Regions from separate parts of the Anas platyrhynchos genome. Here region 2 is linked to region 1. A link is a contact called in public Hi-C data. All regions are on one chromosome and are shown on one strand. Each heading gives the region's core, a stretch centred on a gene start, on an enhancer-like site or on the middle of the called end of the contact. The rest is flanking DNA. Distances are from core to core; before and after follow the strand shown.

Region 1 (7,103 bases), core at 1,883-4,382:
CCATGACCGTATTAATGGATCACAATGCAAAAAATATGGTGTTGTAGAGTTGTGTACAGTCACTGAATATCCAAACACTCAGAGGAAAGGTGATGTTTACATTTCATTGTGCAAGGAAAAACATGGTACAAGACAAAAACAAGCAAAACCCTTCCTACCACTTAAAGGAAACACAAGTGAAAAAACAACGAGAAGCAAGAAAATCAGTGGTTTGTATGTGAATGTGAAGATGAGCCCAGAGCTTGACCCTTCACCATCACTGATCTTAGAAGTTTTACCTGGACAGATAACCACAGTAGGAGGCAACCTTATTTACAGAACATTAAAAGAAAGATAAGGTGGAGTACAGTACACCACCTAACAAAGGAAAACCTCTCAGAGCTTATCTATTTCTTTTTTTGGCTGCCGTTCCCTGTCAAGATTAAGCATTTTCTGTGCCATGAGATAGCCCTGTTTCAGAAGATGACAATTTAATAAGATGAATGCTCCTGATTTCTTGGAGCAAAACCCAAACAAGCAATTTGGAAGAGCATTAGTACAAGTAAGAGAACTTGCAAGCAGCTTCCATCACATCCAAAACTAGCTTGACAATTTCAGAGCAGCTGTGTTAGAGTTGTGCTGGCTCTCCAGCTGCCTCTTTGCTTTTTGTGGCCCAACAGCCGGGTAGCAGCATATCCCTCCTGTACAAAAAGGGGTGTCTAAGGTGATAAAAATAACAATGACCTGGAATTGCATCAGGAAAAAAAAAAAAAATATATATATATATATATATATATAATATATATATATATATATATGGGGGGGGTATATATATTGGTATATATATTGGTATATATATCGGTGTGTATAATAATATTGGTATATATATATATACCAATATTATTGTGACTCCATAAAGTTAACTGTTGACATCTTCACCAACTGATTACAAAAAGGAAACAGGTATGTGATCTCTAGCTCCTAAATAAAATGAATGTCATGTAAGAAACTTAAGATCTCACATGAATCCAGCAGTAGCGCTGGGAAAACTGCTCCCATGGCACACACAGCCCTTGCAGGACTGCATAGTACTACCAGCAGCATCTACTGCCCAGCAGTTTGCCTCAGAAGAACAACTATGTTAAAGTGCCAGCAGCTCTCTTCACCAGCCACCCTGGATGCAATGGAAGTATGTCCCTTGCATCCTGGTAGTGTTTCTATTCCTCTGGACCTACAACACTGCTTGAAAGAAGCAGAGAACCCCATCCTGTGATTCCTCAAAGGGTTTATTGGCACCCAGCTTCTCCTCTCCAAGCACGGCACAATTGACTTGGGGCTATAACACGGCTGGGAGGGCAAAGCATCTGCCCACAGCCACTCCTGCTGCAGAGCAAGAGTCTGGCTGGGCTCCAACCTGGGGCTGCAGCTGAGCACCTGGCAGCTGGAACAAAGCCACATGTTTTATGTGTAAACTCAATACAGCCAATACGAAAAACACAGATGTGTTTAGGTCCTCTTAGAGTGTGCTTTTTGAAAGGAAGCTGCACTTAGAAGCTCTAGTTTTATGTTCAGAGAGTTTTGCTTGGTTAGCAAAACTCCCTGTGTTTAGGAACTGACTTCAAAAAAGTGAGAGTGAGAAGAGAATTAAAAGAAATATTCCTGGGGAGAAGTGTTCATCTACATACCCCTCCCCTCCCCCCCCCCAAGAGTAGGTTGGGCAGCCCATGTTCACAGAGCACGGGAAGCTGCCATGAGACGAGCCATACCCTGCAACTTCTCAGAAATACTTTTCCACTGTTCCCACTACTTGAGTGCATGTTCCTGAAATTCAGGAAACATATTGCTGATGATTTCCTCTAAGGTACTTCAATTCCACTGGACTGCAAAAGAAACATGTGAGAACGGCAAGATGTTCTTCTTTAGGGGTATTAACAGTGAATAAAGTAGTTGTAGGTATCTAATCAGTGCAATTCAAGTTAAATAATCCTTAAACAATCACCCGAAGGACTTTGTTCAGAAGACTGGTGTGTGACTTTCCTAACCTGGTGGAGTCGGTGATTTCTGAACAAGTTCTCTCACCTTCTTCCTATGAAGGAAAGAAACCAGTGTCTCTTTAAGAGCACATCCCTTCTAGCACAGGCTGCTGCAATTAGTTTGAGGATTTTCCATAAAGAAAGTCTGTTTCTCTTTATTGACCTGAAGCAGAGCCTAGGAAAGAGGCCTCAAACTCAGGCATGGACACAACTGGAGAGAGCTGATATTGGGAGAGAGAAGCCAACAGGCCTTGAAGAGGCATTCTTGGATGGGTGCAAGGTGCTAGTGAAAGAAGTGACAAGCCTCTCTGAAATTACTTTCCCCACCTGCAGATCAGCCTCTCCTGATAAAAAACAAAGAAATTAATTTCCACTCAAACTGATGATGTCAATGCCAAGTTAGTTCATAAGAGGACATTTATTCGTAGTTTAAGGATATTATAAGTGAGATTTAATGTCCTAACTTTCATTTTACCTTCCACAGTCAAGTTTCTCCAGTTCTCTACTTTCATTCCCATTTTTTCCAAAAGCCAGAACTTCACATAAAAAGCTGAAATATAAGAATTCTCTGCAAGCTTCCAGGGAGAAGAGAGAGTGCTTTCTTGCCTTTGTATGTATCCACAACTATTGCATAAATATTATCCAGTTATCATTGTTTAACCATACCAAGGTATTTGCAGATTTTTAAAAAATATTTTAAGCCACTGCAAAGTCCTCTTTCATAGCAACAATTAAGCTTCTTGTACCTGTATATGGGTGAAACTTTACATACATGCAGCATGTAAGCAACAGAGCTGGTAAATGTTTTTAGCAACCTGAACTTTCTGGAGAAGGTAAAGCAGTGTGCAGGTCCAACACTGGGACAGCCAACAAACCACAATTACCTCTCCCAGAGTAATTTGCATTGGAAGGGTTTATGTTTTTAGAAATCATTAGTCTAAAAGTCCTTTTTATAGTTTATATTACTACCACTTTACATCCCGATAGAATGACTTCACCTTTTTTATCACTGCAGCTCCCCTATCCTTGACTGTATTTTATCTGCAACCCAGACTGAATCCACACTGCCCACAGCTATGTCTGGAAAGCAGGCTGTGGAGAAAATGGCCACTTGTGAACCTAATTCCTGGAAATCAGCACTGTCTTTTATCTTGGACTCAAGCAATATATCCTAACAGTAGATGCAGTCAAACACATACCAAACTCAAGGACTGTGAAGATGAAGGATAGGATTATCCACTGAATTGTGCATGTGCCAAGTCAGGTTCCCAAGGCACCACTGCTGTGCCACCTAACAAGCAGGTAACATGAACGCTGCAGAGCTGCACCCCACTTTCCTGTATTTTAAGACACATAGGTGTCCTAAAGGCAGCTCTACAAGGCTTACGTGATTCCTAGCAAACAGTTCAAAGAAAAATTTACCAAGCTTACTAGCATAGCAGCCCGAGGCAATGTGATTTAGAATAAATGGAAACTTTCACATACACACACACACACACACACACAAAAAAAAAAAAAAAAAAAAAAAAAAAAAAAAAAAAAGGGGGTAAACCAAAATTATAAGCTTGGTTTGGGGAACTTTATTTTATTTTTTATTCATAAATTCCCGTATTTGTCTCAAAGGACAGCATATAAATGTGTATATTACAGCCCACGTGATCAGACACTCTCTCAAGGACTATAAACAATACGTCTGTGAGTCACGATTAGGCTGGAATTACATCCCGTTCTCTCCCACTGACTCACTGTACGGATTATTTGTCTGGTCTTTGCTCCCTCCACTCCCTTCCCTCCCCCACAGCCCATACATGACCCTTTCCTGACATCTCAGCACAAGCGTGCTTGCTTCATACGTCCCAGCTCTTGGAGTCAGGTGGCAACAGCAGCTTGCAAGACTCACGCGTCTGGGCGTTATGATCACGTCCCCAACAGCCCAGCCATCTGCCAGAGGCCACCATCTCCCCAGCAGATGTGAGAGCAGCACTGGGCCCCTATCTCGTGTGATGGAGTCTAGAATGGCACAAATCTAGCCACTGTAACAACTTCAGCTCATGTTGAGCAAGAATCAGAAAAAAACAAGAAACATACCAGATACACTTTCTGCCACCCCTCTTACCAGAATGGTAATTTCTGGCAAAGCAGTGGAAAGTCTGGATTTGGATAGTAACATAGCCCACTGCAGCTAGGTCAGACCTACTAATACATCAGTCAAGGCTTTCATCTTTCATTTAAAAGAAAAAGGTAAAGATCATTTCTAGTCTTCATAGTTGTAGAAAAAAAAAATGTTGAAGTTATGACTTCCAAATCTTCAAAGGCAGATTGTAAATAAAAGTGCTGACATTTATTGCTTTTAAGTAAATCACATACTGGAGTGTGACTCATGAGCACTGGAACTGGCAAGCACCGAGGCAATCATGTTGAGAATGAGATCATGATGCAGTAGGTGTGCAGCATTCACTTTTCAGCCTATTCACTGTCCCTATTCTTCGGTAATAAGAGGAAATTTTCTTTTCAGTCAATAATAAAGATTTGAATGTGCCTTCCAGTGCCTATGGAAATAATAAAAAACACATTTTCTGCCTCACTGAGAAGGCTTTTGACACATAGCTGATCTCATAAAATACTAAATGGCAGATGACGTATTCACATGAGTAAGTCAGGAGTACTCAGAACGGTGAAATTAGGGATGCACAAAGGCTGGGGTCTTAGATTTGAAAAGTGCAAATCCCATTTGAAATCTTCCTTTTATTGATTGCAAACTGATTACAAAAGGATGTTGCGGTAGTTAGGAGCATGTACCAAGAAAGGGCAAGAAAAGGAAATCAGCAAATTTGAATTGCAGAATTTATCATAGGGTTACATCAGTTTTATAATTCAGAGACATTTTGTACACACATCAGCTTGGCTTGAAAATAACTTCTTCAACTTCAGTAAGCTCAGCTAGTAGTGATTTCAAATTTGAATGACAGGCACATATTTTTCTATTGAATAACTGTGGAAAATATCACCGGCAGTATTCAGAGCCAGTGTTCTGATGTTTGTGATGCAGGACTTGTCATTTGTGGAGCATCTTTGATTCACAGGAACATTTACATGAACAATCAAGACAATGTATTTGTTCAGGTGTCCCCCTGAAAAACACCTCTATATTTGCAACATGCAAACTCAGTCTTATTACAAAAGCCTCACTCAGGTTAAATATATAAAGTGTGATAAATACCATAAAAATTTATAGTCTGGTACCTTAGTCACAGAGAATCAGATCCTTTACAAACACAGCACTAAATTTATCATTTTCTTTAATGTCATCATGATTCAGACTGATATTGCCATTTCCACTACCTTATTTTTCTCTACTGATCTGAAATCTACAAACAGAATGATTTTACACTGACTGCAAGCCAGGGAGTTAGACTATAGGTGGTAAATGAGAAAGGAAGCACACAGTTAAGGGCTAAAAAATAGATTAATAACAAGTTAAATTTAGGGGTGCAATTGCAAAGGTTGGTTAATGTCAGTGGTATAAATTTATAACATTAAGTGTACCAAAGATGGATTGCTTGATTTTATTTTGCACTTACGATATAGAGCCTTTCATACTTGTAAACCAATTCCTGATTTACACATCACTGAACATAAATGTTACTGAACAGAAGCAACTATTCTGATGTATTCATCTAGGAAGGGTGGTAGGTTCAGCTGAAATGGACCTTTTGCTGATAACTGCTCACCACGAAGTCAAGAAATCTCTCTCCTGTGTTACAAAGCTTTAGCATGAATACAACTAAAATTCTAAAAGCATCTTAGTTTTATCTTCATTTAATTTCAACCTTGTATTAAATTGATTAAAATATTGCAAATAATCCCTTACATAACTACAATTTGTTTTTGTTTTTGTTTTTTTTTTTAAACACTACAGAAAAAATCTTGAAAACGTGCTCAACTAATAAGCAAACTGAATTGAGCTGCAAACTCACACGTATAAAATTGAAACAGAAAAACAGGAATACACTTTCCTGTTAATACTAATGTATTAAGGAACCAGAATTGAATAAGGGGAATCATTCCCCCCCCCCACACACACACACACGCACGTGTATTTCAAGTCTTCAGAACATCTGCAGTGACCTGTGAATTAAATCTCAAGAAGCAGGGACTTACAGTGACCCACTGAAAAGACTTTAATTATTAAATAAGTATATATTTATACAAGAAATTTGTGTGCCTTTGTGTATATGTATGCATATATTAGAACTAGTTTAAACTTCAAGATGGAAGGAAAGAGTGCAAAAAGGGAATGTTATCTTTCAGAATTCTTCTCATAGTACAAAAAAGCTTGTTAATTAACCTGTTAATTAGCCAGTAGAACACCAAGACAGACACCCATCATTACTTGGTTTTAGGTTATAAAAAGTGAAACTAATGGATTTTTTTTAGAACACAGAACAGCAAGGGCACATTGTTGGAGTTTCTCAGTTGCAACCCATGTCAATCAGTGATACTCTCGGCACTAGAAACCCATCTTTAACTTGATCTTGGAGTTCGAAGCTGTGCCCAAGTCCTAGCTCCATGTTACAGCCGATTTGGGCGAGTGCTGAGTCTTGGAATGCAGCAGTAAAAGCTGAGCAGCATCCTCCAGCCCTGCCCCTATTGTTTGTTGCAGACACTGCTGCTCCTTGCGTACATTCAAGGTTGTTCCAGGAATGCTAAAGTTCTCTTCCCTTGCGTCCTTACAATCCTACTGGATTAAATAGTTGTTTATAATTTTATTCAGTTATATCATCAGCACATAACACAATCATACTGGCTTTTACAATGCCCCAGAGAAACTGCAAAGCTAGAGGCCATTTCCTGACATCCCAGAGATAAAAGCATCAGATAAAGCTACACCTCTCAAGAAAACTTTTAAAAGGTCATTGAAAGCTGTGATGAGACATTGAGCAGCTGATCACGGGACTCTCAAGGTAAAAGCACTTCCCTGTGCACGTATTATTTTCTCATCCAATATCATCACAGTCCTATTCCCTTCCCTTGTGTTTTCACAAGTGGGTGACTTTCAGTGAACACGTCAAAACCCAGAGATGTGGGATT
Region 2 (7,103 bases), core at 3,003-5,502, 69 kb before region 1:
AGTAAAGAGAGGTGAGTCATAGTCATTTGGTAATAAAATCAGTAGTAAGAAGAAGAAAAGTTGACAAATGAATTAAGAAAACACAAATGTTTAATTTCTGTTTTGTTCCCTTCCTCAATAAGAAGGTCAATGGCAATCATGCAGATATCACATTTAACGTCAGTGATGATGGAGTGAAAACTCAGATTAGAACAGGGAAAGAAAAGGGTAGAGAATAGACCAGGCTAGAAAGAATTTACATAGGCTAGATTGCTTTACGTCAACAAGTTCTGATGAAATTTGCCCTATGGGACTTAAACAACTTGCTGAAGCAGTACTCAGGGACATCATTTGTTATCTTAGACAATCTGAGGAGAACGGGTGTGGGTCTTGAAGACTGAAAAAGGTAAATTTTGAACCAGTTGAAGCTGGAAAATGAAACTAAATATAACAGTAGTGACCCCAATCAAACTTTGGAACAGTTTCCCTAATATTTTGGCAGATTCACTATCACTTACAATCAAATTTAAGCATAGATGCTTTTTCATAGATGCTTTTTTCTTTTTTTTTTTTTTTTTTCCTATAAGAGCTGCTACTGCTCAGACAGAAGTTATAGAGGAATCTCTGAAATTGTGTATGTAGAATAGAGAATTTTTTAACTAGGAAACTATCAAATATTTGGGGTGTTGCAAAAGAGGGAAAAAAATCAGGGCAGTAAGTCAATGCAATGAACTAATCATCCTATTTCCATGGAAACAGCTGTGTTGAAGTGGTAGTCATAAAGTACAAGGTACAGCCTAAGATATTTATCATTGCTTAATGCAAAGATAACAGTGTACTGAAGAGTGATTCATCTGAAATGGCAATGCAGTGATGGGGATGAGTGGGCAGAAAAATATTTAATACTGAATAGTATCTCTCTCTGTTAAAGACCCTCTTGATTTTGCAGAGTCATGACTGCACTCTTCCCATAAAAACCATAGCAGCAATGTCAGAAGATCTAGACAACCTTTTTGAGGGAGATAGCAGATCATATGTAAATAATACTGATTTCTGAAGATCACGGTGCATTCTTCATGACTGCCTAGCATTTCTGAAAGTCTATGACAAAAATGAAAAGTCCTTAGAAACAATCTCTATTCCAGTTTCTTTGAAAAGTTCCATTTCTTTCCTTTTATTTTTTTTTTTTTAATAAATTAAACTTGAAGATTCAGACTGTGTTACTTTAAGATTTTTTTTATTTAAAAGCACTCACACTTTGGTAACATCCCTTCAGATATGACTAGCTATCTACTTACAGTCAGAAGAAAATCAGAACACTAAAATACTGGGAAATTACTTCTACATTACAGAAAAACAAATAGAAGTTATTTGGGTTTTCAGATATAATATGTATCTTTTTAGTCAGCCAAAACAAAAAGATTTCACTCTATGCAACAATACTGTTGTTCTGTTGAAATAGAAAAATATCCAGATATCTAAATTTCCTAAAGCTCATCTTGGGATGTAAAACTCACTTGGGTGTAAGAAAATACTGAATAGAACTGAACTTTTTTATCATCCACTTTATGATTAGAATGACATTAGCAAAAAAAAAAAAAACAAAAAAAAAACAGAACAAAACAAACAAACAAACAAAAAAACTCCAGGTAGAACTATACCATAACAGACTTTCTGAATATACAAATATATTATAAGATAGATCGGGGTTTTTTTTTTTTTTTTTTTTTTTTGTTTGTTTTTGTTTGTTTTTGTTTTTTTTTTCTTTAAGTAGCTATCTCAAATAATTTTCAGCAAACCAGCAGAATGAAAATGTGAAAATGTTTAAAACAAAAAAAAAAAAAGGATGGGACATGATGACACATGATCAAAAGTCTATTACAAAAGTCTATTACAAAAAGATGATTCTCTTATCAGATGTGATTATCGCTGGCTATACAAGAATATTATTATATTTGAAAAGGGAAAAAAACACTAAGCAGTCCGAATTAAGATCTACATTCTGCTGAAACCATTAGAGTTGCTCATAAATGCATTATCAAATAATTCTCCAAGTGGATATTGTTTTCACCAGGGAAAGCTGTTATGCCCAAGTGTATTGGCTATATAGCTACAATGTTGTTAAAACACATTATCTAGTTTATAGAAAGCTTTGCATGGTGAATGTATAGGTGTTTATCAGCAAAATATTTTCTTGTTTTCGTCAGCAGGCCTATTTTCTTTATCTGCAGTACATGTGACTAATATTCAGATCCTCTTTCCTTTCAAGTAGCTTACCAATCTGTCAAATGTTAACATGCCAGTTTAAGTTTGTTGATCTGCCATAGTGTTAAGTCTCACAAGATTTTTTTGGATTTGGATTTAATTTCTTCCCCTCACCCCAGACAACACAAGCCACAAGAATGCACAGGAGATGACAGAGCTGCTCATGTATACATGTGAAAACACTAAGACATCTCAAAGATATTATTGGTTTGAGGGTTTTATCAGTACACACCAGGACCATTTTAACCAGTGAGATTGTCTGACTCTACTATGTATAGCTAAAGGCATTTGCTAAACAGTAGAAGCCTGCTATCCAAATATGCAGTACAATTGAGAGGACAAGTGTTGTAACAAAAAGGATTGATCAAACCTTGAAAACTGTTAATCTTTATATGATTCTCTCGTGATTTTCTGTGCTAAGGCCTTCCAGATAACAACATTTATCTCCTTCTGAGGCCTCTGTTCCCATTGTCTGTTGTTTAAAATGTGTCATCTTCATCACACCCTTCCATGCTTGTGCTTTTTTTCATTTCTGTTAGCTGCAGTAACACAGTAGAATTCTACCTGGAGATTTCAAGGTCCAGAATCATTTACATCATGATTTAATGCTCTGGAAATCATATGAAAATGTCAATTTGTAGTTGCACATACTGGTTAATTCAGTTCCTGTTAGCCACGTAAGCTTTTCTTATCTCTTTTCAGTTTTACATGTAGCTGAACTCACTCTTCTTGATCAGATTTTTCAATAAGAGTGGAAGAACACCTGTACATGTAGTAGACCAGTTTTCAGCATTTCCTCTTGTCCTGTTTCTCTAACCGAAACCAAAGCAAAAGAACCCCTCATTTTATGGACCCAGACTTAGCCTTAGAATAAGATTTTAAAAATATGGACTATTCAGATAAATTTATTTGAAAATAGAATTGTGAAAAGCATCAAATCTACGTTTTATAGTATTAATATAATGTGGGAACGGTAATGTTAAAATGGTGCAGAAATATGCTAATTTTTACTTAATTCTAAACCACATATTTGCAGTTCAAAAAGCAAGGTTTGTCATACATATCAAACAAACGGTGCTAATAGCTAAGGGCTGCTCATAAAGTTTACTTCTACCCAACCACAATGTGCCTGGAAAATGCTTTGAAAATATAGATAGAGGAGCAATATGGCTTCTGAAAAAGCTTAAACTATTAAAAAGTGTCTAGCTAGTGAAACAGTTGAATTTTTAGGCTACAATTACAAATGATTACAAACATCTTCTTTTTAAGACTGAATCTTTAAAAAAATAGTACTTCTCAGAGGGAGCACAAACTATCTCCCCAGGATTTCCAAACAGGCTGCATTAAAGAGGAATAATCACAGCAGTAAGAACAGCTTTCATAGTAGCTACAGTTGGTAAATTAGATTTTTTATTTTTATTTCTTTTACTTTAGACATTCTGAGATTTTTCAAAAATTTTAAAGCAAGATATATAGGGTGACTCTGAAACCAAATTCAGAAAGCAGGGGGATTTTAACACAAAGAATATTTGTTAGTTTTGAATATTTATACCAAATAATAATGATTTGCAGAAGTACATTTTCATATTTCTTTTTATACACATGACCATTTTGTACGATGTTTCCAATTTGTCAGCAAAAACATTTTCTAAAAATAAGGGTAGAAAAAAATCTAACAAGTAAATGCAGATATGAATGCATCTGTTTATTGCTCTGATAGTAGCATGCAAAATCCTATCTGTATCTTTCTGGATTTTTTGTTTGTTTGTGTCTTTCTTTCTTTCTGTTCTAGAAGTCATTTAAACTTGAAAATTTCTGAAGAGGGCCTGACTGCTGCAAGTCTATGCTGTCTGCTTGGTGGAGCAGCATTTGGCACACTCACTGCCTGTGAGTGCAACTGGGAATGGCTGAGGAGTAATGTAAAGCTGTCTTGGGCCTTCCTCCTGTGCTGACTTGGAAATCCTGTTGTTTTCTTCCCCTGTTTGCACCCAGCAGGAAAAAAAGGACTAACCTGATTCTCTGGAGCAGAGCAGGAGGTGTAAAGGCCAGTGATAGTAGCCCTCTACCCCAGTTGCAATCTCTGCTTTGCCTTCTGGCAGTTTTTAGCTGATGTTAGGCTGGAATTTCAAAATAGTTTTATAAAGGACTGGAAAGTTTCTTTGCTTTCTGAAACAGATAAAAAGTATAATTTTTCAAGCAAACCATTCCAATTATAGCCTACCACAGAATGCCAGCATTCTGTTTGTACTCAAGGCATGGTTTAAATATGCTGCCCAAAACTAACAAACCTATCAGTTTACATTTTACCTTTCCTTTCCTTTCAGCTGCCATTTTTTGTTTTATAAAATACTACCAAATAGCAGAGTTTTGATAAAATGTTTTGTCTGGCTTAGGTAATTTTCCAACATATTTTTCCTGCACATTAAAACCTTCTTGTCCTGCTAAAGGCGAATGCAAAGATTGCATTTTTGTGTGCTCAAAATTCTTCTATGAATTCCTTTCCTTTCAACTCAGCTGATGCATGTATTGCAATATCTAATGTAACCCAAAGAGGAAAACTCCGTTATGGGAGAATGCCAACAACTGTAGACTGAGATAGCAGCTTTTTTCCAACAGTTTACTTGATTCATGAAAGAAGTCTTTAATATACACTTGCTGATCTTGGAGACATCAGAGATTTTTTGTACATTCAAGGGACTACTCCATATTCATAGGAAATAATCATAACGAACAAACACAAAGAGTGAGTTGCAAAACAGACGTAAAAATGAAATTTGTTTCAGAAATTCTGTTGATTTTCCTTCCCTCAAGTAATGGGGATGAACAAAGTAAGAAAAAATCCATCCCACTTAAAAAAAAAAAAAAATATATATATATATATATATGGAAATTCCAGATTCTTAGAAGACCTCTTATTTCCAGCATTTTGTCAGAATGAGATAATCTATTTACAATGCGATTATTTCAGAGCACTTTGTAATGGAAAAATTTGCAAGAGATACGGGTATCTGTGACATCCCAAAGTGTTGCATTCTGGGATGTCTTTAACAAGAAGGAAAGCCTGAGGCTTATTATAATACTTGAAGAAAAGGGGGAAAAAATAACATTGATTTAATCCTTAATCTTCCTGACAGCATGACCTGCATCTCCAAACAGTTTACATTTTTTTCACTGCTGCCCAAGTCCCTTGCCTCAGTTCCACAACTCCATGTAGAAGATTGTTGGAGATATCCTTGCCATTTACCAGAATCACTGAATTGCGCTATTTATTTTTCTTGTTCTGAGTACATTTATTTACCCTTCTAGAGGTTTCTTCAAGGGGTTGAGGCAGTGAAAGTGACAACAAATGTGACACCTTTGGGATGGAGAGGGAAGAATAGGATTTGTGTACAGCAGCATAAGTTCTGTAGAGATGTTCTGTAAGAGGGATGATGAGAGATATAAGATATATATGAGTGAGTTCTATCAGAACTCTATAACTTAGTGAGTTCTATTAGATGATTGCTTCCAGAAACAGTCTTGGGTACAAAGAACAGACTGGAAGATCTCCAGTCCTCACACATGCTTCAGCCACTGCACCATTCCCTTAAAAAGGGTTCTTCAGCATCTGTCCTTTATGATGTTGTTTCCTGAACAGACTTAGGCAACCATGGTTCTGTCAGTCTACCACCCATTCAGATGCGTCATTGCATGTGGAGTTTCCAGTGGACTGGTAGGCACTTTGGTGTGTGTGTGCATAGAGAAGGAACTAATTTCCCAATACAGTAGGTGAGCTGTACTCACTTCAGGACTCTGGATCAGCCTTTGGAGGCACCTTTCTGTCTGGGCAGATATCTGATGGCAATTTAGGATAGCATGATGTCTAACTTAGGCTGGCACAATCAACTTGGTGGAGCCAGGCACTTATTTCTTAGGAAACCCAGTAATGAAATGAGACATCTGAAGGGACAAGGAAAAATCTGGCTTAAAACCCAGAAGAGAGAAATACAGAATCCACATTCTCTTTGTAACTTGTTACTCACTGAGTTGTCTAATTTTCTGGGAGGAGAGAGACACCAGTGCCTCTTCATGAATGCAAACATTTTCTAGAATTATTCTACCTGAGGCAGAATGAGAAAAATCAACCCTTCAGGCCTCTATACCCCACTAGTTAGGGAGTGCTCCTTGGAGGGAGAAGATTCACCTTCAAATGCTGCATGATTCTTCAAACTCTGCTCTGAATCATATTTTGTACTTAAAATGAAGGATCAGTCCTTCCTGTAGCCCTATTCATAGATGTATCTGGGTAATATGTCACTGTTCAGAATCTGTTTAGACTCAAGCTGCTATTCTTAGATTACACCAGACAGTACATAAAAACAGTTACTAAGTAATGTCATTTGTCTGGCATACCCACCACACAAGCCATGCCATTACGTACAGCCGCTGACAGCGGAAAACAAAATTGTTGACAAATAATCAAAATCCAGATAGTACTGAGAGGTGATGATCAGTTTTGTAATGGCAAAGGGAGATCAGGCTTGTTTACATACAATCAAGCAAAGACACAGACTAACCACTGGGCGATAAAATTTTAGCTCATCACATGCAGAAGGACACTAACTTTATTTTAAGTGACCATGTCCAAATTTAAATTATAAATAGAGACTGTATAATTCACCTTTTTCTCTTTTAAACAACTAAATGAATAAGTAAAGTTTCTCAGTATAAAGCACATGGTACCTTTCTGCTAAATGTGTTACACTTATTGCAAACTTTGTTTTAAACCAGGTTGGTTTATTTGCTTTCCTGTAGTTCATTTGTGAATCTGCTTAAATATATGACTGTCCATAAAGCCAACACAAGCATGTTATTAAAGT

The links. A called contact is a pair of places that touch in the nucleus more often than the background predicts.
Region 2: a contact with region 1 is called in a Hi-C map of small yellow follicle, with 3 times the contacts expected there. The contact joins two enhancer-like sites.

The regions. Positions count from the first base shown.
Region 1 is chr1:48,036,975-48,044,077 of IASCAAS_PekinDuck_T2T, reverse strand. No RefSeq gene overlaps it. Among named protein-coding and RNA genes, the nearest start is that of BTG1, 10 kb to the right of the region's middle. Within about 2 kb of position 3,132, at least 8 of the 8 cell types and tissues checked have an H3K27ac peak or open chromatin away from gene starts, as enhancers often do. A contact at or near this core is called in small yellow follicle, where this site is marked.
Region 2 is chr1:48,107,425-48,114,527 of IASCAAS_PekinDuck_T2T, reverse strand. No RefSeq gene overlaps it. Among named protein-coding and RNA genes, the nearest start is that of BTG1, 81 kb to the right of the region's middle. Within about 2 kb of position 4,252, at least 1 of the 8 cell types and tissues checked has an H3K27ac peak or open chromatin away from gene starts, as enhancers often do. A contact at or near this core is called in small yellow follicle, where this site is marked.